Regions from separate parts of the Siniperca chuatsi genome. Here region 2 is linked to region 1. Evidence: chromatin contacts called from public Hi-C data. All regions are on one chromosome and are shown on one strand. Each heading gives the region's core, a stretch centred on a gene start, on an enhancer-like site or on the middle of the called end of the contact. The rest is flanking DNA. Distances are from core to core; before and after follow the strand shown. Region 1 overlaps zfhx4 (zinc finger homeobox protein 4). Region 2 holds the start of pex2 (peroxisome biogenesis factor 2).

Region 1 (7,029 bases), core at 4,358-6,857:
ACAGTGACAGGGGGGACATCGATCGCACGGGAGGAAAAAAAAAAAACAAAACATCAGGGCCAAGGGGCCAGTCAGTCTCCAACCCGGGTATGTAACGGTGTAGTGAGTGTGTGTGTGCGTGGAGAGATGAACGGTGTATAGGGTAGGCGACCTTTTTTACAGGACTGTCTCTATTTATACACGGCTTTTCTGCCCTTTTTATATGGATTTCAGAGCGTATTTATCCCCCAAAATAGATGCTTTTAAATCATTTTTTCCAAATATGTTATATTACTAAAATTTGTTTTGATTATTGAATGCGTAGATATTTTTATATACACAGTGTAAACCTACTTTTTAATCAAAATACGGGATTTTCTGTAGAATCCTGAACAGCAAATGAGGACCATTATCACTGCTTTAATAATAACAATTAATCAATTTTATTATTGTCATTATTTCTATTATTTTTTATTATTATTATAATTATATGTGAAAACGTAGTCTGATATTTTAATTTAAAAACTAAATTGAATAAGACATTCCTGTTTTTCCATAAGTTAAATGTTAACTTAAATCAGATCAATTTTATAGATTGATAAACTACGAACACTGATGATTTTTGGACAGGATGGATCTTCTCTCTAGTCCAGACAATTTAATTGCATCTGCATAAAATCCTACATTTCATTACAAAAATACAGCCTAGGCCTAAAAAAAATCAAAAAAGTGAAATTATGAGAGTAGATGATCCTGTCTAATTGCAGTGAATTTCATCAGTTAATGATGGTATTGTCTCACTCTATAATAACAGAATCTCTGTTATTTTTCTTGTCTTGCAAATGAGAGAATTTCTGAGGTTTATGTTTGCAGAAGCCCAGGCCCCTTGTTTTTGTTTTTCTGTGCAGGATGGCTTACTATCAAAGGCTGGGTGTGTATATCTCTGCATGTTAGTTAAGCAGCTTGTAACATTCATTTTACCCGTAGCAGTAGAGGGAAGGGATAAAAAAAAACATATAGTGTGAGAGATGGGCAGATAGCCCTGGGAGGACAATAGCTGTTGGCTTGAAAATGCTTCTTGATTATTAAAAGCTAATGCATTTTCAGCATTGCAGCCTTCATTAAGGGTGCGGATGGAGGGGGCTGAGAGGGTACTGGGAGGAGGAGAGGATGGGAGAGGGAGAGAGACAGGGGCTGAGTCTGTCCTATAACTCCTGGGCCCAAGACACATGCAGCTAGAAGATTGGCTCGGGCCTCTCATAGGGGTCGACAATGTGTCATTTCCACCCGGCTAGATTGCCCTCTGCCTATCTGATATTAATGTGCAAATCAATATTTCAGGGATTAAATTTCCCTTCTTCATTTTTTATGGTTTCTACCTCAATAAGTCTCCCGTCTAATAGAGGAGGCTGGATGATTTAGAAGCCTTTGCTGCAGAAAGAGAGAGCGGGAGAGAGAGAGAGAGAGAAAGAAATAGAGAGGAGCTTTGCAACAAGGCTATCGCTGCATTTTAATGTTCTTCTTCGTGGATCCCCCATAGGCCCTTAGTAAGGAGGGCTATATCGCTGCTTTACAGTGTAAAGACAGCCAATTTGGATAAAAAGCAGAAAGGGGAAATATGAGTCCGGTTGAATACTTAAGACGCTGTGGTAATCCGAGTAGCAGGTATTAGTGAAGGGGAGCCCCCCCCCCCGCTTCAAAGACACACACACACACACACACAGAGCTACATCCAAACCTGCATTACCAGCAGTCATGCTTGAGCAAACAGTATAGCATACTACAAGCTGGACTGCTGTAACAATATATTTTTTCCTCTTCTCTTTCTCCTCCACTTTGAACCTTTTTTGCTTAGAAGCCCATCGACATCCATTGGAGAGATTTACTCGCCTGCGTAATAACATCTGGCGTATGTGTGTGATAGAAATGAATTACTCTGACACAATGACCTGTGTATGATTATTGGGGAAGGGAGAAGCGTATTACCATAGTCATAATGCTGCATCTCATTGAGAGTCAACTAAATGAGCTTGGACCCTTTGACTCCCCATAGACATTCATTAAGGGACGGTGCACACAGAGGCGTCTGTCTGCCAATAGGTGTGTGTCTGTGCATGTGTGTTTATTTAATCCTCCTTCCTGTACCATCTGGTGCGTGTGTACATGTGTGTCCAGCAGCAGCACAGTGTGAATTTCCCCCCACTCAACCCCCCCCCCATTCAGAATTTGCAGCAGAGCAGAGTAGACTGTTTTAACATACTCTTGATAGGGAGAGTGTCAGCGAGTGAAAACACGAAAAGAGAGGGAGAAAGAGACAGAGGAAGAGGCACAAAAGAGCTCTAATTGTAGCACGACCGCTTGGCTTCCTCCTTGATTCACGGCCATTACGATGTGAAAAGCACAACCGCCTGTCCTCCATTATCAAAACGGCAGGCCTACACACACTCTCACATCCATACACGCATACTCACTGGGGGGAATCATGTAGATTTTTTGTCTCTTATCTATGGCTCAAATAACTGCTATCATTCTGGTCACCAGCTTCAATATTGAACATACCCAGCATTCTCCTCACACGAATGATGGGTGGTTGAATTTACAAAGTAAAAATAAACACATTGTAAGACTTCCAAGCTGGAGCAGTGAAGTTACAATCCCAGCCAAATACATATACACACAACCAGTGTTTTGTACCAATCATATTTGACTGATGGGCCAAGTTGTCTTTTTCAGATTCTCTCTTTCACACTTCTTCCTGAGGTTTTTCATAGATTTTCATACTGTTTTATGCAACATGTATTTTGCAACTGTTCAAAGCATGCAGTTTCTGATGCAAAGAGCTATCTAAAAGCTGAATATTTTAGATAGATCAAGGTGTGATATTCTCTTGGTTATGTAGTGTGTGTGTGTGTGTGTGTGTGTGTGTGTGTGTGTGTGTGTGTGTGTGTGTGTGTGTGTGTGGTGGTGGTGGGGGGGGGTTGACGGTCTGCAGTAGTAGTGTCAGGGTCTCCTGGTTCAGCGAGGCCTGTAGGGGAAGAAGCTAAGAAGTCCGCAGCAGCTCAGCATTATGTCTCAAAGGGGGGGGGGGGTGCTTCCTTTGTCAGCCCTGGGGCACCACCGCTAACACACACTTTCTCTCTATCACACACACTGAGCGAGAGGCGGAGGAGGGTTAAAGACTTGGAACGAGATCAAGCCCCTCCGTAGCTCCTGGGGAGGGTGCTTGTGAATATGCGAGTTTTAGTGTAATTAGCACTTAATTATATTAACATATGCAAATTGTCAGGCGGAGAGCTTGTATCGCCGGTGGGTATCGGCTGAGATACAAGTGACTCCATTGTACCACCACGGCAGAAAAGAGAATAATGGGTGTGTGTAAGGCAACCAGCCAGCAGCCAGCCAGCCAGCCCCCCGTGCTAGCACATAACCAGCTAGCTCATTTAAGTCTCTGGCTGGCCGCTTTGCCAAATTTCATTAGTCGCCATGACGACCTGGCTAATTGTGCTGACTAATGTCCCCTGATCTGTCGTCAGTCAGGATGGGTGTGCATCCTTCTCCCCCCAAAACATGAGTGGGGTAGAGAGAGGCCCGACTGTCCAGATTAAACCAGCACACAATGACTCCTATTTACACACGTTCCATTTGTACGAGCATTTGCATATTCAAAAATACTCTGCCATCTTTCCTTGTCTGCTCAGTGTGTGTGTTTGCATGTGCACTCGTGCATTGGCAAGGTCGTGCGCATGTGGCGGCAATGTGTTGGAGGGGACAACAGCAGTTCAGTTGTGTGTCGTGTGTGTCAGTCTGTGTGTGTCACATGTGTAACACACTGCTGTCTGTGAAGCGAGACCGGGACTGTGAGACTGGTATGGCTCTGTGTAGCGACATAGCTGAATTTGTTTTTGATTATTGTACAAGACTGAGATTCTGGCAAAGAAAAGCTTGGGCCTAAATAACAGGGACAAGGAGTTCTGCCTTTGAAACGTTCAGCCCTTCTTTTCATTCCACCCAAATATCTAATTACAACACATCTTTATAGCTGCCCCCAACCAAGCAGCAGGACTTTCTTTTTTAAGGGGGAGGGTGGACAAACATTTAATTTTCTGTGCTTCCCACTAGCCAAAGGTGGATAGAGATTGGGCCTAGTTGGTGCTACTAGTACTTGCATGCTAATCCTGTTTTTTGACAGGAACGTAAACTGATATAATTGCTTTTCAGAGGCAGGAACGGCGGTTTATACAAGTGTGAAAGCACGGGAAAGGGGATTAGCATTATTTTGCATAATGCTGGGCAGGCGCTGAATGGGGCATTGAACGCTTGACTGGGTGACAGAGATGAAAGAGAGATGAAATGCTCTACCCCTCTTCTCTCTCTCCCTCCCTCTCTTCCGTTTCTCCCCAACAGGCCCTCTGTCTCTGACCACTGTTGCCGGTAGAGGACTGTGTTTGCTGGAGAGGACCCGGAAACACCAGGCTGGTGTTTTTGGCTGTTTGTTCGGATGCCAGCAGATGGAACCTGTCATGTGAGGCAATATGTATGATAATAGAGTAACTGTGGATACTGGGAAACTCTGGGCTCCCTAAGCCTCCATGTATATACTAAACTGCATCCCTAAAGCACTGAAGTGTGCAATTATGTAGTGGATGGATGTGGCTCAGGTAGCATTTACATGGAAGGAAGGGAGCGGCTTTCATGGATCAAATCAAACTACACTGTTCTTACTTTTTCCTTTGTTGAGATGTTTGCTAAGGATTTGGTCGGATACCGTCTGGGTAGAGGGAATTGTGGAATTGCGAGGCAGGTGTGTTTTATGTGAATGCCTGCATGTGTGTGAGCTCTGGTGGTAGTGGTAGGAGGGGGTACAAGGGTGGTGACGCAGCTTAAAATTGCCACCGTGACTTCCATATGACCCGACTCGACTTTATGAGTAATTTATGATCAACCGTCATCATTGCTATTGCATCTGGCGTATGGAAATGATCCAGGGTCGAGGAGGGGTGCGAGGTTGGTTAGAGGAGAACATGAACGCCACAAAGGCCGGTGTGGCCTGTTTTTGTTGTCTCTCATTGGACAGGATCCTCTTTCTTTGACCTTTTGCACGCCTTCCCTCGCCTTTCATATGCTAATGCTGGCCAGATCCGAGGAGGAAACGTGCTGGAGCTGAGTGGAGGAGGACAAAGACTCCCTCTCTCTTTCTCTGCCTCCTTTCCACGCTATATCTCCTCTTTTCTTGCCTCTTCCCCTCTCAGCAACTTGACAGACTGAAAGGAAGTGAGTGCTTAGTGGATGGGAAAGGTGGGGATGGTGTTCTCGCTGTGACCTGCACCACCTGTGAGGATCAAGTGTGCTGCAGCGATCCTTGGTTATGTGTATGTGGAGTGTTATTTTGAGTGGCCCTTGTAGTGTGTATTGCAGATCGGTAATCGTTTGAGCCATGCTACTGGTAGCAGTATAGCTCAGGCAGAGTCGGTTGAGGAGTAATTTGTTGCTTTTCCAGTGAAACTAGTGTAGGCTAGAAACTAGAGTTGTCATACAAGGTCTATATTTCTCCCTGTCTCTCTCAGCTCTGCCAACTCTATCTTACAACCAGTAAAGTACTGTCTCTGGCGGGGTAAAAGGATACTAATATAGTTACTACAACCCTCCCCTAACATAATACTCCAGTGCACCACTGTTGAGCATGACGTGGTTTCGAGGCTCTGTTATGGGAAGGGGGCATGTTATCTGTAGGAAATGTAATTTTTGTCCTCATTGAAATCGTTCATTATTGAGCGCGGTTATCTAAATGTTTTTGTTGCTGTTGGTCCTGCGCCAGTCAGGATTGCGTTACCCTCTCTCTCTCTCTCTCTCTCCCTCTGTCTCTCTCTCTCTCTCTCTCTCTCTCTCACTCTCTCATGTCTATGTCTGTCTGTCTCTCACTCTCTCTCTCTCTCATCTCGCCAGGCCTTCATCAGTCTCTTAAGGGAAAATAGAAAGAGGGGGATTTTTCTCTTCCCTCTGTACTCCATCCCGTTCTCAGGCTCTCCTGCCTATTTTGCATCAGCCATCTCGTACAGGATATTAGCCATGGAAAAACATGGGTCTGGGTATTTCATTTAGAATAATATGTTTATTCTTTTCATTTCAAAGTGGAAGTGGGGGGATTTCGCAGGGTGGGGAAAGAACAATCGGGGCCGTGTGTTCGAGGACTCATTCTGTTTGATCTGAGGTCCTGTGGGCCCTGGGGGTGGCTAAGATTCTCAGGTTTATGTGAAATAAAATGGGCTGTTGAAAAAATTAGGCCTCTCTCTTTCTCTCATATTGTCTCACTGATTTGCTTTCTCTTTGGATCTCTGTTGGAGTCTCTGTCTCATGTTCTCTGTTGCTTTCTGTCTCGTCTTTCATTTGCATCTCTGGATGTTCTTTTCTGTGGCATGGCAGTCAGGTAGGGAGGGGAGAACAGGGATTGGGCAATTCGAAAGCAAAGAGAAACTGCCTCCTTACTGATATTTCTAAACTTTTACTTTATTGCTGTACATATGTATCTATTCGGTGTAGACTTGAAGCTGCATTTACCTTTCAGACTGTGACATTGCTTGTCCTCTATACTCCTTGATGCAGTCACCATGAAGGACACTTGCTCAGCCCTTCAGGTCCATGTGAGTGCCTCAAAGTCCTCATCTTACATATTCAACAAAGCATTCAGCAGGCTTTTGTTTTAGAAAGGTTTGTCCCTCATGTACTTACCAACAAAATAATGCACAGTACAAAAGGTTATATGCCACATTTTATCGATTGCTCTACAAAGTACTTTCATAGTTGTAAAAGCTGGCAAGGTAAAATCAAATCCAGAAAAAATATATGCACAACTACCTCATCCAAAGAGAAGTTAAAAAGACAAGCTCTGAGTTAAGAGGGGAAAAAAGTTGATGAATGACTAAGTTACTCCAGGTTTGAGAAAAAATACACCACAATAGCACAAGACGTCTCATGACAAATGATACATTCTCTTCCTTGTTGGCCAAAGACAAAGGCGGGGATTTAAAAGGCAGAGAGCCCAGTCACAGGACA
Region 2 (6,871 bases), core at 3,260-5,759, 96 kb after region 1:
GTATGGTAACCAATAAACAGGCTCCATTTGTTTAGCTTAATCGGAAAGTTTTTCCTTGATGGGAGAAAATGTGCAGATTATGTGCCTGTGTGTGTGTGTGTGTGTGTGAGACTATGTAAGTATGTCAAGGGTAGCCTTGATCTATGCAGAGCTGTAATACAGAGCTAAATTAATCTATCAGTCCATGGTTGCACACACACAGGTGGTGGAAATCCCCGTCACAGCAGCAGCCCTCTCGGGAGAGTAAACCCGGCCGAGTCCAATATTCTTCTCAAAGCCTTTTATCGAGCAGTTTACAAGTTATGAATGAATATGTTTTATTTGGGGAAACACGGTATTGACAGCCACCTATCAATAGTAATGTGACTATTGTCAAGGGTCTGTCAATATTAATGTAATTATGATGTAGAGGGATCAGAGGGATGCCGGAGTCGGGGGCCAAGTAACATCTCCTGCCCACTGCCATATCAATAGCTGGGATTGCTATTGACAGCTTCCCTTCAGACTTGCAGCACTTGCCAAATATATAACAAGCAGACACTTCAGTCAATGCCGGGCTGCCTATAAAAATTAAGCATTTGAATTTACAGGGCTTTTACCGTGGACAGCTGGAAATCCATGTTCCTTATGTAATAGTCAAAAGTCACAGTCAATGCCAGTGTTTACAGAGTACTGGCATGGTGTGTGTTAGAGGACAGACACTACAGCATTTGCACACAAAAAGCATACACAGATACAAGCAGACAGACTCTTTCTCTGATGTATACGCACGCACACACACACAGACCAAGATATATATTGACTTGATTCTCTCATGGGTCAGCCAACCAACCGACCCAGAGACTAAATGCCCTCTCTTGGAAAGTCTGTGGCTGACAACCACCAGAGTCAGAAGGCAGGTTAGAGGATTTGACCAAAAATCAACAGAAAATCACCTGAAAAGTCTGGAGTCTTGCTTTTCTATCAGAGCTGTATAAAATACTTTTAAAGCATCTTCCTGTGAATATTAAAGGGTATGTTGATTCAGGTCAGATGAGAGTTTTTCCTTTTCCCCTTGTTCCCTTAGCCTGTGCATCTTGTTCAGACAAAGATAGTGCACTGACTCAAGGCTGACTACCATAGCTTACAGACAACAACAACAACATCCAATCTAACAGGAACACACTGCAACATAGCTTCAAGGCAAAAGGGGCCATGACCAGTGTGAGGAAGGAGAGACGAGGCAACAAAAGCGTACAGAGCATCAGACTGAAACCTCGCAGCTGCACCGGGTCCTCTTGAAAACTAGACAACGGGCTGTAATGACAGCTACCCAACAGAAAGACGGATAGACAAAGAGACAGACAAAAAAGACAGACACGTCAGACAACACGTCATGAAACCCCCAGCTGGGAGCTCTGAGCTACTGTCTACTGATACAGTGAAGGAAGAAAAAACTGGGGGCAAAGATAGCTAAGGAGGAAAAATGAGGGAGGGGAAAAACAGATAAGCATAAACCGCTCCCTAGGAACTGACCTTGAGACTGACGGTCACAATAAAGTAGGAGGGAACATTCTTGAAGCATACACAGCTCAGCTATACTGAGGTACAGGCATTCAGGGAATAGCCTATAGACAGAGGAAGGCTGCACTTTCTTCTTGACCTTGGTTTTGGTGTCTAGGGAGGGGATGAGGGTGTTTAGGGCAGGGGACTAAAGACTGAGGGATGCTGGGAAGGTGGAGTATCTCTGGGGGATTGCGTATTGCTTTTTCTACAGCAGACAAGCGCTCTGAAGCTGCTCACAAGGCTATCATTCCATGCCAGTTAGAAACTGTGTCCAAAAGTCTCGATTTAGCTCCTGGTGTGGTGTAGTGCTCAAATTCCTTAGCACTTAGCTATGGTTGTTAGCATAATATATTTGCTGAAATAATGCATAAACGTTCACTTGGCTTTCTATGATGCTTGTAGCGAGAAATAGGCTATGCATTGGCAAAGCATGCTGGATTACAACTTTACATTTTATTCCCTTGCTCATGTAAATTAATTTGTGTAAAAGCTCTGGTGAATAAAACCTATTTCTCTGAGCACTCCATTCTCGTTTTTTCTCTCTCTCCCGCTCCCTCACTTTATTGCCCTTCTTTCGCCAGGAACGAGTGCGAGCCTATTAGCCATGGCCTGCTAATGTCCTCACTATGAAAACGGATGAGAATGTCAGATTTAGAACTTTTAAGAGAGTGATGTCATTCAGCAGACCACAGGCATTACGGGGACACTAAGATTACCCAGGCGGTAACCAGACTAATTGTTATGAGTCTGTTTCATGAAAAATGAATGTGTGCAAATGCACAGAGGGGTCTTCGGGCTGTGTGTGTGCGTGTGTGTGCGTCACACACTAATGCTTTATCAAGGCTCTCCTCTTTCTCTAATCACCCAAGACTCCTCCGAGCCATGGGGTGAGGGCCAAGTTAATGCCTGAACACAAAAAAATTGCACATCAGTTAGAACAGCATATCTGACACACAAAAAATGTGCTCTGCCTAATCTGGTTTGCTCAGAAGGTAAATTATTTAAGAGAATTAATTGATTTCATGAGTATGAAGGTTGAGTATGCTAAGGCTGTATGAGTAATAAGTACAGGGGTTTGCAAAAAACAACTTAAAAAGTAATGAAACATTTAGAGGGCAGAGAGGCACAATGAATGTGGAAGAAAAAGCGGAACAGCTAATAAATGAGAGAACTGAAGTTGTGTCTTTGTTAGGAGTCAATGAGAGAGGACTGGGGCCTCACCTCATGCAAATAAAAATGTGCTATGCTGAGGAATATTTGATCAGCACATTTCTTAGCTTCTCTTTACGCATGAAAAACACAGGCATAATAAAAGTGAAAACATTTTGTCTGTTTCTGTGCAACAATTAAAATGTGTGTGGGAGTGGAAAATTCTAACCTGAGGGGAAGCTGATTTTTGTGTCCAGTAAAATCTATGAGAATGTGAAGGGCATTGCAGGATGAGAGATTTAAGAGTTTGCCACAGTCAACCCCACTGAACAGATGCTAGCTACTTTTAGGAATTCATCTTTGATATGTATCTACGAATCAATTTGGGGAATTGGATTGCTGCCGCTACAAATTGCACCCCTAATGACATGTTGACATGTTATACTTTCATCTGAATTTGGAAGTTAATGCCTTGATTTCCTGCAAAAATAAGAAAAAAGTGCCTTCTGGCAATGTACACATTATAGCTAGTGCACTGCAAATATGGAAAAAATATTTAATTAATTGTTAGTCATTTATCCAGTATAATGCCTAATGTTTGCTGATTAGAGCTTCTAAAATTTAAATGACTGAAATTAAAAACCTTGGTCAGAAAATATATATATTAGTTGAAGCCATTTTACTTTATGAAATAGGCCACTATGTATGTGCAGTATAATGTTTTTTGTTTTATGACTAAAACTATAAAGCTAATCCATCTAGGATGGAATTCTTTAAAAAATAAGTGCACAGATAACCCCACTGCCTTTATCACTTGCCTTCATCTGGAAACTGTATAAAATGACCTTATAACCCCAGAGTGAGATCACAGCCCAATTTAACTTCAGTGACTCCCTTAAAAACACACTCATTACACTAAGTGTTTAGCTCCAGAGGCAAACGCCTATACTTCAATCTCATGCAATCAGCCGCTCCACATTCTCCTCATAATGACATTGTCTCTAATTTTTTAGCCCATGCCCATCAATCTTTAACAACAACAAAACCTAAATCTGCTCCATTTTGATAATAAGGCAAGAGCATTATGTGATAATCACAGTGGGGATTAGGTTGTGGCAGAGTGTGCAAGAGCAATACAGTCAAAGCCACTGGAAAAGAGAGATATAACCAAGAGATAGATAAGAGTAGAGGAGTGATGATTGGGATGAGAGAAATGAAGTGAGTAGTCTCTTGAAAATCAATAAGATCAACTTTGCCTTGAATCTCAATGTGGAAGGTTTTGATCTCTGGCACTGATTATTTAGGGGAATAATGGAATTATGTGCAGAGCAGTATAACACACTCCTACGGGAACACACTCTTACAAGGTTACCATCCAAAGTTGCAGTTGGTAAATATACCTGGAGAGGACTCGTAATGAATCACAAGAGTTGGTCATTTGAACCGTATGCGCTATGCACATCGATAGACATCAACCATCGATTTGATTTTAAATGCAAAACATGCATGAAAAGGGAACAAATACATCTTTGGAGAAACAACAGTCACTAGACAGCAACAAGGAGGTGATAACATTAGACCACGAGTCTTTAAGCCGCTTAAAAGAAGCCGACGAGCCGCATTTGAGTTTCCTGTGGAAATACTAGGATATGGAAGAAAATAATCCATACTTGAATGTTCGCTAAATAACACAACGAATATATATTTACCCATTTCTTTTCAGGGGAAAGGTGAACTCAATGTAGTCCAGTCCTCCCTGATACGACTAAAACAATCTGTATTTCCGGGTTGTAAAAATGTACCCCGCCTCTTGAAGAAAACTCACCAATGGTGTGCAGGTACGTCACAATTACGAGGCCAATCGTCAAAATTAGCCAATCAGAACACACAGCGCTAACACAGCGGCAAACTGCAGGGGGAAGCGTCGTTCGGTCTGGAAATAATACACTCATAGTCGTCCTCCGTTGTAGTAACGGCACATAGCGACCAAGTTGTTGGAGAAGCCACGGTAATTCACATAAAGTAACACAGATAATGTCTAACATGCACTCTAAATGCCATGCATTGACTTTTTTCAGGTTACTATTGTCTAATAGTGTAAACTATAAGGCAGTGCAAAGATTTAATCAGAGTGACAAGCCACGATTTTGATAGTTAGCTAGTTAGCCATTTCAAGACTGTGGTTTGTTTCATAAACAGTGCAGATACTTTATTTGAGCAATGCTGAAAACTTGCACAACCATGAACCAAAAGACAACATCACCAGAGTCAGGGGACAACTCGAAGCTGTCGGGACATGGAAGTGATGCTTTGAACCTGCCCTCTCCCTCAGGCGAAGTAGAGCTGAAAGTTGCCATCCAGGGTCTTGAGACCGAGACAAACAACGTGAAACAGCTTCTATACGAGTTCAAAGGACTTTACGAGCAGAGGTTGAGATTTCTTGAGTTGGACAACACTTTAACCAGAGAGGAACTGATGCAGGTTAGTAAATCTTCGTCCAGATGTTTTTTGAATTGCAGCGTGACAACGGTAGCGTGGCCGAGCGGTCTAAGGCGCTGGATTTAGGCTCCAGTCTCTCTCGAGGCGTGGGTTCGAATCCCACCGCTTCCATTATGACCTCAGTGGGCTGGATGTATAGTCAGGTCATCGTAATCAAATATAGATCCCCTAGTCATCTATAGGGACTAATTTAACACTGACATCAAGTGTTCCTCATTCCACTGGGCACATCCTCCGTAGTTAACCATCGAGGTTTCTGCACCCTGGATTGTATTCATGTGAACAGCGTCAATTATATATATATATATATTAAAAAGCATTATTGAGTACCCCATTCAGACCCTGAAGTCTCTACAAGATGTGTAGTTTTCTGCAGACATCTATTGTCATTAGGTTACCATCCATCCAATACAAATCAAAGAGCATCCTGTTCAGCGTGACTCGGGCATCAGAAGATGACCTCCGTCCTGTCAGACAAATGACAGGAGGAAGCGCAGGGGTGCTTTCATAAAGCCGCAGCACTTGTAACAGGTGGCAAATTGCATTATGTTTCCATCTGAGCGGCAGAGATCAGGAACACAGATCCACACTCATATTTAAAAAAGAGAGGTTTCTAATCATCAGGATTGTCATGTGACATCATTTAGCTACAGAATGTAGCCCGTGTGAGCTGGGCTGTGCATCAAAGCACAGGTAACAAGGTTTCAGAGATGGGTTTCAGTCAGCCGGCCCCAGTCGCTGGCCTGTTTAACAAGGTTATGTGTTTAGAACCCAGGAGCTCCCAAGTCCTAAAGGTTGATGTGGACAGTTAATCACAAAGCTTGTCCATTGAAAACACAACGCCCATTCATCCATGAACCCACTGTAGGTTTAGGATGTTTCCTAACATGTTAAAACACTTGAACAACCTCCTAATGAAAGAATTCATATAAAAATGTTTTTCTTATGCTTTAGGGCAGTGATCCTGAATAGCTGTTCCAAAACTGGAAAACAGTAAACCAACATGCTATTGAGTTTTATATAATGGATGCATTTTCAGTTCCACACCTTTAAAATACAATGTCAACCCTAGAATGTTATCTTAGATACTGTCACATCTACTGTCTTTGTAAAGTTACTCTCCCCTGAAGCTATACATCAGTTTTATATTATGCGTCAAGGGACGGTATAAACTGCTTGTTGACTTTTTTGGCTGTAGGGGACAGAGGTTCATGAACATAGATGTACAGGTGCTCCTCTAAGGCAAGAAAATTCTGAAATTCAGTGGCACTCTTTTTTTTTTTAATCAGAGCTGCAATCATTGTATATATAGGGTATCTGGCTACCTGTACAATCTCTTTAAGGAACAACTGCACAAGCAGGTTTTTTTAACTGAGATAAAAGACTGACCCGAAAGACTGTACTGAAGAACTGTGCAGATTTGATATATTATGTCAGTTGTGAAGCATGTTCAGGTGACCTATTTTTTGTAAACAATAAAATGTGTACTTAGAAATGCATTCTCCCAGACATAAAGCAGCAACAGGAAACAACATCTTTCTGAACCTGCCCTAACCCCTGACCAACTACATACTCTTGCCTGCTCATGAAGTATTCCTTTCTAATAATACAGTTCAGAGGTCATCTATTGTGAATCCTAGGCGGGCTGCTGTATGACAGCCAAGACTATCTGACCTCC

Evidence for each region. A called contact is a pair of places that touch in the nucleus more often than the background predicts.
Region 2: a Hi-C map of skeletal muscle shows a contact between it and region 1, with 2.5 times the contacts expected there. The contact joins the promoter of pex2 here to the enhancer-like site in region 1. A contact is called at or near these places in 2 of 3 Hi-C or Micro-C datasets (skeletal muscle and an unstated tissue).

What each region holds. Positions count from the first base shown.
Region 1 is chrLG19:12,015,299-12,022,327 of ASM2008510v1, forward strand. All of the region lies in intron 1 of zfhx4 (zinc finger homeobox protein 4), which reads left to right. Among protein-coding and RNA genes, the nearest start is that of LOC122866228, 14 kb to the left of the region's middle. Within about 2 kb of position 5,608, the one cell type or tissue checked has an H3K27ac peak away from gene starts, as active enhancers do.
Region 2 is chrLG19:12,112,783-12,119,653 of ASM2008510v1, forward strand. It overlaps pex2 (peroxisome biogenesis factor 2), which reads right to left and starts at 4,510. Exons shown (of 2, transcript XM_044177297.1): 1 at 4,404-4,510. The coding sequence starts at 4,407. It overlaps LOC122866771 (trichohyalin-like), which reads left to right and starts at 4,627. Exons shown (of 29, transcript XM_044176862.1): 1 at 4,627-5,175. The coding sequence starts at 4,915. It overlaps trnal-uag (a tRNA gene), which reads left to right and starts at 5,223; the gene lies at 5,223-5,304.